Linked DNA regions of Mus musculus: region 2 is linked to region 1. The links are chromatin contacts, called in public HiChIP or PLAC-seq maps. All regions are on one chromosome and are shown on one strand. The core of a region is the stretch at or near the end of the contact, and the rest is flanking DNA. Distances in the headings are between cores, read along the strand shown.

Region 1 (7,372 bases), core at 3,673-6,172:
AGGGACCTAGAACCTGCATCTCCTGATGCCTGTGCAGAGCACTTTCTACCTCCCACTCCTTGGCTCTGTCACAAGAGCTCCTACCTCCACCAGGGCCTCTCTCTGCTCAGGAATTCCACATGACCCAGGCAGGTGTCCTGGGCTTGGAATCCAGAGGTAGGCAGAGTTCTCAGCTCTAAGGTGGAGTCTCCTGGGAGCCCAGTGTTGGGCTCCAGTTGGGGCCTTGTGGGGCACGCTCTGGTTACATGGTATGGAGCCCTGCCCTCTCCCTGGGGCTGGGGAGGCCAGGCCCTGTTTCTCTCACCCTCCTTTGATGTAATCCAGGAAGGTACTCTCTGACTCTACCGCAAAGGAAAGCAGGGTGACCTGGGAAAAAAAGGGAGTGTGGTTAGTGGAGAGCCCAGGGGATGGCCAGGATCCGATGGCACACTCTGCCTGTGGGCCGTTTTCAGGGACTGGTTTCCCTAGTGCCTGTGGCCATCCCACGGAGGACGTTTATCTCCATTTTACAGCCAAGGAAACTGAGGTTCCAAGGCAGCTGCCAGGATGTGGCACAGTGGGAATATGAGCCTAGTAGGTCTGAATTCAGAACCTCCCTGACTTTCATGTCAAGACAGGGTCTCACCTAGCCCGAGCTGCCCTTGAACTCCTGTGTAGCCAAGGATGACATTGAGCCACATTTAACTTAACTTTGATAACCCAACTGCTGAAGCACAGGGCTCGGGGTAAGGGACCAGGCATCCTCCAAGTGAGCCCTGGGGAAACCCAGAGCCCTGGCCTGCAGTATGGAGGCCTGGGGAATCTTTCTGATGTAGATCCAGCCACCCGTCCATGCCTGTGTCTCTGACTGGCATGGAGCCCACGCCTCTGTCTCTGAACTGTTCTCTTCTCTGGCCTTGCCTGTCATGCTCCCTTCCGGGGTGCTGTTCAGTCTCTACCCCTTCACCCCCAAGACCCTCTGAGTATCCCATCCTTTCCCCACAGGTGCCTCCTACTCAAGATTCCTCTTGACTTGAAGCCTCCTGCCTTCTGTGCCCCAAGGGACTGTGGCAATGGCTCTGCCCACTTAGGCAGCCTGCCGCAAAGAATTCTGGGCCACGGAGAGGAGGAAGAGCAAGGCACCTGAAGGGGGGGAGGGGCGGAGACCAAGGCCTCCCGGCTGGTGTGGTCTAAGTGTCAGCTCAGCTAAGCCAGCTGTGACAAAGCTGAAGTCCCTCAACAAGAAGGTCTGTGTGCAGTGGTCCCGGAGAGCCACACCCAGGGGCACGGTGTGCCAAGCACCTGAGAGGCCACTGAACCTCCTCCCAGGGGTGGTGGCTCAGCCAACCAGAAAGAGCTGCAGCAACAGCCCAGGTGGAGCCTCTGAAGAAGACACCAGAGTTTCTCACCCTGTCCAGCTGCCCAGCCCCAACGCTGGCCAGTGCGAGCTTCTGAGTCTTCAGGTCTGAGCAATGGATCTTTGGGGAACTTTGTTTAACTCTTCCCATGAGTGCCCCCGCAGCAGGGATGGCCCCACCCCACCCCAGGCCCTGGGAGGCCTGTGCTGTTCCTAGCTCCGTGTGGGGCCTGGAATAGATCCCTTCTCTTCATTGCTAGGAAGGCTGGTCAAAAGGAATGGTTTCGAGACCTTTTTCATTTTGGTTGCACATCTAAAGAACTGCCATTCTGGGGAGGTCCTGCCTCCTCTGGGGCACTTAGGATGTGTGTTTGGGGTGGGGGGGGGGGAATTACCCAGGTCTAATGGCAAAGACTGGGCGTGCTTCTATTGTGAATGGGGAAGGCCTGTGAGCACAGGGCACTGCCCAAACAAATGCTGTTTCTACCTGGGGGACACTGCAGTCAGGGACATCAGCGCATCCAAGTCCCCGAGTGTGAAGAAGCCCCACACAGAAGAGTCTTGATTGGAAGGAGCGGTACACAGGAGAGTCTTGGTTCATTTCTCCCACACATGAGCGGAGTATGGGACAATCAGAGGCCTACCTTCCATAGGTCTGTCACCACCCCCAGTGCTGGCTCCATTTTACATGTGGGGTTGCTCCAAGGAGGATGGGATTCGGGGAGAGAACTCTTCTGAGCCTAGTGACTACATTACCTGACAGAGACATCTCTCTCAGGAATAAGGGTCAGAGGAGGGAAAGAGGGCACAAACCCAGGTACATTTGCATAGCAAATATACGGACCCATTCTAGAATAGACAACAGAGAAAGCCCAGATCTCTCATGTTGAACATGGGAACAGAGAGCTCCGTGCAGTGTGGTCATGCAGCATGGCTCACCAGAACAAGGTGGCCCTCCTCCCGGCCCCAGGGCTTCTCCAACACCAGTAACCACATCTACAGCTGCCCCCAGGGCCTTTGCATATGCTGTTTTTGAGGGCTGGGTCCCTTTATTCTGTATTTATTCTGTATTCTATATTTATTATGTATTCTCAATATCTGATCCATTCTGTTTCACCTTCCCCCACAGCTCTTGAAATCATTTCACTGATGTGTGTGCAGGTACTAAAGAACCCTCTGCCTCCCCTGTTATAAGCACCAGGGACCTGGGTCTTCCGTTTCCTGCCTGTGTCATTTGCCCGTATGGTTCTGCTGAGAGCCCAGCACATATTTGCTGAATGTTAGAATGTCCAGCCCACCAGCCCTCACAAATCAAGGACCAAAGTGGTCTCTGGTGGTAACAGTTACTCAGCGGCAGTGCCTGCTGCTGCCCACGCAGGATGAAAGGTGGAGTTGACTCCTGCATGACTCTTCGCTGTCTAACCTTGACTGAGTCACTTCCCTGCTCCTCTCCATGATAGTGGATGCCAGTGTGGCCTCTCACAGTGCCCAGTTCCTGGGGATTCCCCACATGCACACCCGCTTTTCCTTCCTGCAGAGATTCCCTGAGGCTGATGGTTCTCTGCTACCCACTCACCTAGATGGGACCCCTGCCCTTCAGCCTGGCTTTTGGCTCAGGGCAATGCCCCTCCATTGCGACAGGGGGCGCTACTCACCGTGCCAGAATTCACGTATTTCTTTTTCTTCATTTTCTTTTTTGGATTTATCACCTGTAGGGAAAAGTAACCACTGTTTGAAAGCAGTCGGGACAGTTTCGGGGCTCCCAGCAGACCTGGGTGTGGCTTGGGCATCAGCCCAGCAGGGTACGGGTGTGACCGCAGCTTGGGAAGGGCTTTGCCAGGCTTTGTGAGATGCTGGCACTTGGGCATCCTCATTAACCCTGAGTCCCAGTATCCATCACACTGAGACAGTTTCTTTAGCTTTGTCTCCCAATACCCTTAAACCTGCCAGAGCAACCAGGTGTTGCAAGACAACTCTGCCCACGCCTGCCTGTGCTGGCTGGGCCGCTCTTTTACCCCCTACACATTTGCAGTCCTGCCTTCCCCATTCTCCTTGGGGCTCCCACTCAGGGGTGCCCTGAGCCTATGAGCCTGGCTCTGGGCCACCCTGACCCACAGTAGGAAGCTTCCAAACCAAACCTGCTCGTCCCATGACAAGGCTCCGCACAGTAGGCTCTGTAAAGACTCAGGATGTCTCTGTCCCCCCACTAGTGACAACAGTGGGTGACACCCTTCACCCCTGACATCTAGTAAAGTCTGTAGGTGGTTGTCACCACTCGGGGAGCGGGTGGGAGGTCAAGACGCTGCCTCAGAGCAGTGACCCAGCTGTAGTTGTGGTTACTGGTGTTGGAGAAGCCCTGGGGCTGGGAGGAGGGCCACCTTGTCCTGGTGAGCCATGCTGCACGGAGCTCTCTGTTCCCAGGCTCAACACGAGAGATCTGGGCTTTCTCTGGTGTGCAATCAACAGAGCCAGGCTGTTCTCAAACTCTTATCCCCTCTCCCACATGGCATATCCCACGTGCCTCTCTTGGGGATCTTTCCTATGTCTTTTTATTTGTTGTTTTTTCAAGACGGCATTCCCTACATAGCTCTGGCTGGCCTGGAACTTGCTCTGTAGACCAGGCTGGCCTTGAACTCGGAGATCCACCATCTGCCTCTGCCTCTCAAGTGCTAGGATTAAAGGCGTGCGCCACCAGCTTCCTGTCTTCCCTCCCTATGTCTTTAACTGCAGTTTCTTCGGTCTAACAAGGATTGATGCCCACTTCAGAGACGAAGGGAACCAGGACACAGAGATGCCAGGCGATTTGCTTAAGTCACACAGCCATCTGGGTAGACACAGGAAGAGAAACCTGTCTCCAGGCCAGCGGTGCATACGTACAGAGCTGTCACCCGTGATGGATGAGTGACAAGTTCAAATGGGAGGGCTGGCATCATGCTCAGGTGGGGACTGAGGCTGGGTCTGAGATGCTGAACATCCTAGAAGTGCCTCTCTAGCCATGGGGCAGCCTTCTCTAATACCACCTGGCTGCCAGGCAGAAGGGCAGAGTTGCAGACTCAACATTAATGTTTACCCAGCTGAGCTTATTCGGGGTTTGGAACAAAATGTACCTCCGACCCCTGCTTCACGGTTCCCTGCAGCAGAGTGGAGCGAGCAGAACACGGTTTAGGGGTGTAGATTTCTTTATAGTACCTCTTAGACTCATTTTGGTTTGCTTTCTATTGTTGAGACAGGGGTCTCACCGTGTAGTCTAGGCTGGCCTTGAGGTCACATTCCCCTGCTTCTGCTTTCTGAGTGGTGGGGACCACAGATACACACAACCGTGCCTGACACATTTCTTTGAAGCCTTTGGCATTATCTTTAAATTAACGTGTAGTCAGTCACACTTCCGCTCTCTGAACCTACTCTTTTTTTTTTTTTTTTATGTTAAAGCAACCGTTGGCGTCAGATCTGAGCGAAGTGGACAGTGAGTTAGCACCCTGTCTGCTCTGAGCTCTCCTGGGATTTCCTAGAACCTCCCTCATCCTAGCCTCTCTAGCTACAAGTGACTGTCAGGCTTCACACAGGGCCACAGCACCCCCTAGGGACGCTACAAGGAACTGGCCCGCTCCACTAGGCGGCTACCTTTCCCCATGTCTGAAATCTGGTTTCCTGTGCACCAGGCTGCTGGGAATGCAGAATGAACCGGCCCACCTCTGAGGGTCTCATGGTCATGGAAAGGCCCCAGGCACAACCTCGGGAAGAAGAGTGTGCCTGTAGAGACTTGCAAAGGTGATGACTTCCTTGAGGGGACATTTGAGAAAGCCTCTGGGGACCATATTGATCAGAAGTGGGACCATATTGACTCAGTAGAGTCCTTGGGGAGGCAGCAGCTTCAGTGCTCGGGGCCCAGACAGACATGAGCCGTGCCTCTCTTCACAGAAGGAGCACACTCCCCTCTGTAGGCCCGTGGGGCTCAGGTGTGGTGACAATGGGGTCAGGTTAATACTCAGTGCCAGCTTAAGTGGAGATCTGCCTTAACATTAGAGAGTGGGGGTGTGGGGTGAAGTTCATTTCAAGGCAACACGGAGCCACACCCAGAGCATTCTGGTCACTGTGGAGGTTAGAAGAGACTAGAATCCTATTGCAAAGCCCCACACCCTGCAGAGGATGGTGGGAGCTCAGGAGGTGGGGGGGGGGTGTGCTGTTGGGGATCACTGGAGGGGTTGGAGACTGGAGGCTTGTCTGGGGCTGTCAGAAGGACAGTAGGACTTGAAGAGGCTCAGCGTCTGAGTGATTCTTTAGCAGAGGCTGGGTCCCAGGAACAGCTGCTTTAAAAGTGTGTCCCGCCAGGGTGGCTTCAGGGTTGGAGGTGGGGTGTTGACTGGTGAGGACCTTTTTCACACTCCTGACTCTAGCAAGGGCTTCCTGGGCCCACTTGGCCTCCTGGTGACACCCCTTGGGTCCAAAGCTGCCCCCCCGGGGGTGGGGGCGGGGCGCCAGAAACGGAGGTGGTTTTCCCCTGGCTCAGGCAGCTCGTATCTTGTTGATTGCAAAGAGGCTGTCTGAGGAAACGGAAGGAAACCGGCCGCCCCATCTGTGCAGCTTCCGATTTCCATTTCACCCAAGACTTCACAGCCACTGGAAGCCAAACCCCAAGAGAGATAACTGCTCCACCCACTTCCCAAAGAAAGGTACAGTCTGCCTTGCCTGGGCTAGGGGACTCCTTCCCCAAAACCACTATGAAGGTCGGAAAGATAGTTCAGTGGTTAAGAGCACTGGCTACTCCTCCAGAGGACCACAAGCTTTGTCTGAAGACGTGGGGCCACTCTGGAGTTGGGACCTCAGGTCTTGGCTTGTTAGACATCTTTCCCTTCCTTCCTGGTGCTCTTCCTGTGGTGTGTGTTGGAGGTGTGTGTGTAGGGCCGGGGAATGGTGGTGTGTGTGTGGGGGAGGGGAGTGGCTATTAAATTACTTTTATAAAAATTTATTTATTTATTTTTATGTATGTGAGTACACTGTAGCTATACAGAGCTGTACAGATGGTTGTGAGCCTTCATGTGGTTGTTGGGAATTGAATTTTAGGACCTCTGCTCGCTCCAAGTCAACCCCTCTTGCTCCAGTCAGGCCTGCTGGTTCAGTTCCTGCTTTCTCTGGCCCAAAGATTTATTTATTATTATACATTATTATACACCAGAAGTGGGCGTCAGATCTCATTACGGATGGTTGTGAGCCACCCTGTGGGGGCTGGGATTTGAACTCAGGACCTTCAGAAGAGCAGTCAGTGCTCTTACCCGCTGAGCCATCTCGCCAGCCCGCACCCAGGACTTTCTTAAGGACCTATCAGAAGTGTTCTGCAAGGGGTGGAACTCAAGAACTTGGAAGTCAGATGACTTAGCGCTGTGTGTTTGTGTGGGGGTATGGTGTATGGTTGGGTGTGTGGTGTATGAGGTGTGTGGGGAGATCTGTGAAATGGAAACATGAAACCCACCTTGTGAGACAATCCGGAAATCCCTGGCCCCAACCCCTCTCAGAGCTCCTGGGTCCTTGCTGACCCAGCACCCCCATGAGGAGAGACCCCACCCCTGGAGCATCTTACCTCATAGATGTTGAACTGACTCTGGCCACGTGCCAGCTCCCGGTAGCTGGTGGTGAACTCCCCAATGAAGTCATGGCTGCAAGAGAAGATGCTGCTGAGGCTGGAGGCCCAGGGTACCGATGGATGTCGATGTCGCCCACTACAGCCTCTCCCAGACCTGCCCCGCCCCCATTCTGCCAGGGCCTCCACCCCAAGTCACAGAGTATGGGAAGGGAGCCGTGGACCAAGAAAGCCAGGCTACTTGACAGAATTCGGAGTCCCAGAGGAAGGAGCCACAGGTCTGCTTGGATTCTCATTTAAATGAGCAAGAGAAGGCATCTGGGGACAATCTCTGCAGAGGGAACGACTCTGGATGACAGTCAAGTACTGTTCAATGTCAGGTGGGATAACTGCATTGAGAGTTACGTGGCAGAAATGTGCTTATTTTTTTAGACATTTCTAATGAAATATTTAGGGGTAAA
Region 2 (6,790 bases), core at 4,192-6,691, 180 kb after region 1:
AAAATAAACACAAACACACTTCCCCACAAAATGGCCCATTCTGCCTGGCCCTAGAGTACACTCAGAACTGAAGCAAAATTGGAAGAGAACCTGACCTGTGGTTCTGCCAATAGTGAGTGTGGAGAGCGGAGAAGGTGGCTCAGAGGTCAAGCACCGTGAGGTTATGCAGCAGGGAGACTTGCAGAGAATATCTGGGGCTGCAGCACTCCCAGGCTCCCACCAGACCTCTACTGCCTAGGGCACTCTCAAGTCCCCTCCTTAGAGCTGACACTGGCTCCTGGGGCCAGACTGCACAGCAGGACGCCAGGTACAAGGGGGCCTGTGGCACTCACCATAGGTGAAGAAGCTCGGCAGGTAGAGGACCTTCCTCCCCAGCACATTGGTCCCAAGGGTGGGGGGCATCGGCTCATGACCCACCTTCAGAATCAACAGAGACAAAAGGAAGGGTCACTGGAGGCAGCCTGCAGCTTCCTGGCTCCAACTCCGCACATGGCTGGCCCCATCTCCCCAGGACTATCAGTTGGTGTCCCTTTATCAGTGTCTAGCCCTTGCTCCCACCTTGGCCCCATTCTAACTCATAAACCCTCCACAACCTCAATGTTAGACAGTATCAACGCACAAACTCCCATCTTTTATTATTCAAGAGCCTTTTACTATATTTAACATGTTTGTCTATTATTATTGTGTGCATGATGGGAAGCGGGAGAACAGGATGCAGTGCATGATGGGAAGAGAAAGACTAGGGCGCAGTGCATGATGGGTAGGCGGAGAATAAGATGCAGTCCGAGTGTAGTCAGGGGACAACTCTGTCCAGTTAATTCTCTCCTTCCACCCTTCAGTATGTTTGTACATTTTGCATCCCTGTGTGTTTGTACATGGGTGCACGCATCCATGGAGTGTGTATGTAGTCCAGAGGACAAGTTGCACGAGTTGGTGTTCTTCTTCCACCATGTAGGTCCTTTGGATTCAGTTCAGGTCCTCAAGTGTCTTTGGCAGCAGGCGTCTTTACTGACTGAGTCATCTCACTAGCCCAGAAACACACTTTTTTTTGTTTTGTTTTGTTTTTTGAGACAGGGTTTCTGTGTAGCCCTGGCTGTCCTGGAACTTAGAAGTCCACCTGCCTCTGTCTCCCAAGTGCTAGGATTATTAATTTTTTTTGAACACTAATTTTTGAGCACACGTGTGTGTTGTGGCATGCTCGTGGAGGTCGGAGGACCATTTGCAGGAACTGGTTCTCATTCCGCCTTGTAGGTTCTGGGGATTTAACTCAGGAAACCCGTCACATCTGACGATACGTGTCTTTACCTGCTGAGGTAATTCGCTGGCCCAAAGCACCCATTTTTATGTGTTTTCCTCTCCGTTCTCCTGAGAATAAATCTGCTAATTTTAATCTTCAGGACAAAATGTTATTCCAACTTAAGTCTCAACATACTGACAAACAGTGGCTTGGGGGTCCCAGTCCCGGGCTTCAGACAGCTCTGCACTGCCACCTACCCCCAAATCCCTCTAAGCTTACTGTGAATACCTCCCAGACCCGTCCCTGCCAGTCGCAGGCTTAGCAAGCGTGGCCTTAAAGCCACCTGTACGGCTGTGCTCTAACCTCAATCACTCTGTAACGCTAGGACAAGATGGCCCTCGTTTCCGCTCAACCACTACAACCTTCGCTGTAAAGCAGCGCATTAGAACGGAGGAACTGTCAAGCCCACAGACAGACAGAGAGAGGGCTGGTCACCATAGCCATATGAGACCCCTGTGGAGGAGCCAGGGTGCTAAGTTTGCCAACCAATGAGAAGCTCTGCTGCCAGCAGGGAGGTGAGGGGTACAGACCAGAGTGTAACGGGATGAGGACAACCTCCCTTGGGCCCTCAGGACAGACCTGAGCAGCAGCAAAGGACAGGCCCGCAGGTTAGGACGCCAGGCCGTGTCAGCAGTGCTGGGTCGGCTGCTGTGCTGTGCTGGCTGCTGCTTTCCCTTCCCTTTCTTTAGGAAGGTGTTTCATCAAAGTCCACATTACTCCAGTAGACCTGACTCTGAGATACACTGAAGGTGGCTGATTTTAAATGTCTTAATTCTTTTTTTTTTTTTTTTTTTTGGTTTTCTGAGACAAGGTTTCTCTGTGTGTAGCCCTGGCTGTCCTGGAACTCACTCTGTAGACCAGGCTGGCCTCCAATGTAATTCTTATTTATTGTGTCTGATGTGAGGTCGGAGGTCAACTCTGGAGTCCGGTTTCCTCTGGCCACCTTTGCTGTAAGTTCCAGGGATGGGACTCACATACTTTGGCTAGAGCAACAAGTGGCCAGTGTGCTGCTAACCCATCTCACAGCTCCTGACTGTAAATTTTTTTTTTTTTTTTTAAAGATTTATTTATTTATTATATGTAAGTACACTGTAGCTGTCTTCAGACACTCCAGAAGAGGGAGTCAGATCTTGTTACGGATGGTTGTGAGCCACCATGTGGTTGCTGGGATTTGAACTCTGGACCTTCGGAAGAGCAGTCGGGTGCTCTAACCCACTGAGCCATCTCACCAGCCCCTGACTGTAAATTTTTAAAACCCTTTATTGTGAGGTCTTTTTGAAAAAAAATGACGCTCACAATGGCTTATCCAGAAAAGAGTTAGGTGACCCAGGCAAACAGCTTTCCCTTCCAGAGTTCTTCTTCTAGGTCAGAAGTGGCCTTCCGCGTCTTCAAGTGGAGGGTGGTCCTTTGTGCTGGAACTTCAAGCCCCAAGCTCTTGCTATGATGCTGCCCACCAGTCTTATCAGCACAACTCCAACCTGATCCTAAAACCCGAACCCTCAACCGCACATCCTCACGGCTCTCAAATCTGTTGAGTTTATCGTCTTATGTCTACTGGGTTATCAAAGGTACAATGTGAGCCGAGGTCACGGCCTACTTGATTTGTCCTCACGTCATGCTCACCTAGATCTGTTTCTAACTGTCCTAACCACAGCCAACACCGTGATCCCGTACCTAACACCAGCAGAGCCAGTTTGCCACCTTCAATACCTCTGCCTGCCTCCACCCCCGCCCACGAGTCTTGATCTGAGGCTCAACATCTAGCCTGCACACCTGTTCCCTGCAAAACACAATCTGTTATTATTGTTGCTTTTTTGTTCAGTGTTACCGATTACTAAGCTATAGCCATTAAGCTCCCTGAAGTTGTCACCCCCAACAGAGCTCTTAGGCTTACACCCCCCTGCCATCTAGTTCCCATCACCCTTTGGGCTCCCCTTCACTCTCTAGGTCCCTCTCCAAAGACCTTTCATTCTTTCAAACCCCCACACTAATGCCACCATGCTCCCAATGATAAGCCACTTCCCCTGTGTCCTCCCACACTACACCCAGAGCCCCCCCGACCCTCTCCGCCTGCCATCCTAAGGTCCAGCATTTGATTCTCACCCCATCAGCTCCTAGCACCTCCAACTGCTCAACTCAGATACCTGCAAAGCCCAGAGTCCCTCCTAAGCTGAGGCTTGCTGTGGCTGCAACACTATGTTGTAAATACACATTCACATGACAGTAGGTCAGTGCTGGTCTCCAAATCCCCCTTTCAGCCGTCTCCAAATCTCTGCACAATTTGATGCCCAATGGCCCTGACAGTATCTTCTCATTCCTTATATTTCTAGTTAAACTCCAAATTCTAGAATCCCCATTCCTCAGACCCCAGGGCTTCAGCAACTCCCATTCTTTGTTTGTTTTTCTCGAGACAGGGTTTCTCTGTGTAGCCCTGGCTGTCCTGGAACTCACTCTGTAGACCAGGCTGGCCTCGAACTCAGAAATCCGACTGCCTCTGCCTCCCAAATGCTAAGATTAAAGTCCTGCGCCACCACTGCCCAGCAGCGACTCCCATTCTTAAGGCCTTCTCATTCCAAATGTATTTCTAATTCTCTCAGTTCTATGACAAGGATAGTACAATAATCTTCACACTCACTTGCCTTAAATCAAACCTCAAATCTTAGCTGGGTCTCCAACTCAATCCTCACCACCCATCCCCCACTCCTTTGGAAAATGCTAGGCTTCATCTTTGATTATCAGTCTGAGCCTGAACCACGCCAATCAAAACTCTCCCCACCTCCATCACACACCCACCCAATTCTGCCAAATGCACAACACCTCCTTCCAACCAGATCCCTCCTCCCCCTTTACCCTTTCCTCATCCTCTATTGGAGTGAATTGCTGCCAACAAGCAAAAAAGCGTTTAGGTGCCCAAGCATCCTTGAATCCAGACATCCCTACCTTTGCTCCAGCTTTGACAACCCTTACCTATTGTGCCTATCCCCATTTTCTGCCCATTCCCAACCCACGCAGACACAATTACTTCAATTCCTTCCTTCCTCCACTAAATGCGTCATCCCATTCTCCCCTTCCCCCTAAAAGCCGCCTCCTGGCTCCCCTTTCCAGACACCGCTCCACTCCCCCCCTCCACCAATGCGGAGGCCCCTCCTCCCACCAAATCTGTCGTCGCCATCAAATCTACAGGCTCCTTCTCAAGTAAACCGATAGCTCTTCCCTGCTGCATTCTTTCCCTCTGAAATTTTTGGCCCTGCTGCCCACTCCTTTGTCCCTCAAAGCTTTCATCCATCTCTATAAATCCAGAGCCCCGCTGTCCTCTGCCCCAAATGTACTCACCTTCTAAACACGTCGCTTTTGTACCCAGCCAGCCCTCATCTACCCATTCACCAAAACTTCTCGGCCCTCCCCCAATCCTGTGGCTTCTTTCCGCACCCCAAATCCATTACCCTTCGGAATTTCAAGCTCACTGCCTTCGACTACTTATCTCCCACATCTCATCGCCTTTCCCTGCACCCCCAAATCCCTTCCTACCCCACGTCTGTCACTCACGTCCCTTCGCTCCCTCCCAGCACCTCCAAATCGCTTCCTTTCCCACGTCAATCACTCAGATCCCTCAGCCCCCTCCCTGCACCCCCACACCGCACATCCCATCCACATCCTCCCGCCGCGCCCCCCGCCCCACCTGGATCAGCAGCTTCACGTAGAGCAGCGGGTGACTGAGAGCCGTCACGCCCGCGCCCAGCGCCACGAACAGCGCCTCGGTGGTCGGGGCGTTGTCCCCGGAGCCCGGGGCGCCCGGGCCGCCGTCCATCCTGCGCGCCGACGGCTGAGCCGCGGGCCGAGGATGGCGAGGGTGCGCGCGGTGCGCGGGTGGCGGGTCCCGAGCGCGGGCCTCGACTCCGGCCGGCGCGCCGCCCCGAGCTCCTGCACCAGCTCCGGCTCCCGCCATCCCCGCGGCGCCGCCGGGAGCCCAAGGCGCCACTTCCGGGTCCGAAGCCCCCATGGCGCCAGGCGTGGAGGTCACTCCCCGTCACGTGGTGCTGGCCACGCCCCGAACGTCAAGGGGAGGGTCCTGGCAGCACCACTCACGCCGCGGGGCGAGGGGGCATGGCGGGCGGGCGAGTGTTGTTCCTTGGTGCTCCCGGGCCCGCCTCCTCCGGCCCGGGGCGGGTTCTTTGCAGCTCTGTGCCCGCCCCTTTGCGGACCAGGCCAGTCACCGCAATCGTGCCTACGAGTCTCAGTCTGTGTGCCCTGCTTCTGCACTCCTTCAGCACGATCCCGGGACCTGTGTAGAAACCCCTCAATAGTTGAGTAACTCACAGCTGCTGAGGGCTGGGAGCACTCTTTGCCTGTGCACTTATGAAGGCCCGGTGCTGGCTGCGTTTAGTTACTAAATAACTAGGCCTGGGAGAGCTCTAGTCTAGTGCCTGGAGCATAGTGCTACGCATGCCTTGAGAGCAATTCTTAGGGCCACCTTCCAGGAAGGTGCTTACTCCAGCCGGTGATTTGTTTCCACCTCTGAACAAGCACAGCAGCTCTCAGCTGGTCTTGAACTGCCCAATAATAGAGTCTTCTGGTAATGGACCTCAGAGTCAGCAGGGACCCTTTGGTCCCTAGCAAGGGACCTTGTCCTCTTGCTAGTTTGCAAGGAAGGTCTTTGGAATGGTCAGATATTTGCACCCTCCCTGATTGCCCGTGGTGTAGGTTTTACCTCACGTTCCTGACACTTGCCCACGCAAATACTTTCCATCTGTGGGCTTTTCCTCCGTATTGTCCCCAGTGCCTTGTTTTTCCGATCTGTATTTGACTGTCCCCCATTGGACCGTGTTTTTGTATGGCCCATTCCGAATGTGGCTCCCTGTACCGTACTACCGTGTACTGTACTGTGTTGTATCATATTGTATTGTCTGGCATTAATATCTATCTTCTATCACCGCAAATATAGGAATGCATAGAAAGTATATCTTCAGGGAAACCATTCCTAAGGGAATGAATGAAGCAAACAAAGTAACAATCCAGTGCAGTGGCACACACCTGTAAAGTAAGCCCGATACTCAGGAGGCAGAGGCATCAGGATAGGAGTTCAAGGCCAGACTGAGCTGTGCACCATGCTACATCAATTTCCTTGGCTGCAATTGATAGCTGGCTGTTAGCAATCACAATTCTTTCATTCACATCTTAGTTACTAATATTATCTCAAGATACAGATCACACTGTGATTATAAGTGTGTGTGTGTGTGTGTGTGTGTGTGTGACAGAATGACTTCAAAGGGTTACAAAGGCCACAAATCTCAACAATTTGAAAGAGTCCTTACTGGAGGCAGAGGCAGAGAAAGCCACTTCTGAGGTTAGATATTAACCAGTCCATCTGGAGAACGGCTCAGGAAGGGCAGAGCTGCTGAGGGCTTGCAGGACTGGGTACAGGTGGGTGAGCAGATGGACAGACAGATGGATGGTAATTCAAACAGGCCACATCAAACACTGGGAACCCAGCTA

The links. HiChIP or PLAC-seq counts read pairs in DNA pulled down with a chosen protein or histone mark.
Region 2: an H3K27ac HiChIP or PLAC-seq map of the HPC-7 cell line shows a contact between it and region 1, with 8 times the contacts expected there. The contact joins the promoter of Mtch1 here to the enhancer-like site in region 1. A contact is called at or near these places in 2 of 39 promoter capture datasets (hippocampal neurons and pre-B cells), 4 of 484 Hi-C or Micro-C datasets (CD4 T cells, the N1E-115 cell line, cerebral cortex and 1 more), 10 of 115 datasets of contacts at active chromatin or transcription factors (the HPC-7 cell line, double positive thymocytes, effector CD8 T cells and 4 more) and 4 of 9 other capture datasets (adipose tissue, embryonic stem cells, liver and 1 more).

Annotation. Positions count from the first base shown.
Region 1 is chr17:29,166,414-29,173,785 of GRCm38.p6, forward strand. Cpne5 (copine V) reads right to left here. Exons shown (of 21, transcript NM_153166.2): 12 at 6,912-6,987; 13 at 2,992-3,045; 14 at 305-366. Among named protein-coding and RNA genes, the nearest start is that of Rab44, 56 kb to the left of the region's middle. Within about 2 kb of position 4,923, at least 104 of the 459 cell types and tissues checked have an H3K27ac peak or open chromatin away from gene starts, as enhancers often do. A contact at or near this core is called in the HPC-7 cell line, double positive thymocytes, effector CD8 T cells and 4 more, where this site is marked.
Region 2 is chr17:29,342,491-29,349,280 of GRCm38.p6, forward strand. Mtch1 (mitochondrial carrier 1) reads right to left here and starts at 5,442. Exons shown (of 12, transcript NM_019880.4): 1 at 4,977-5,442; 2 at 333-417. The coding sequence starts at 5,297.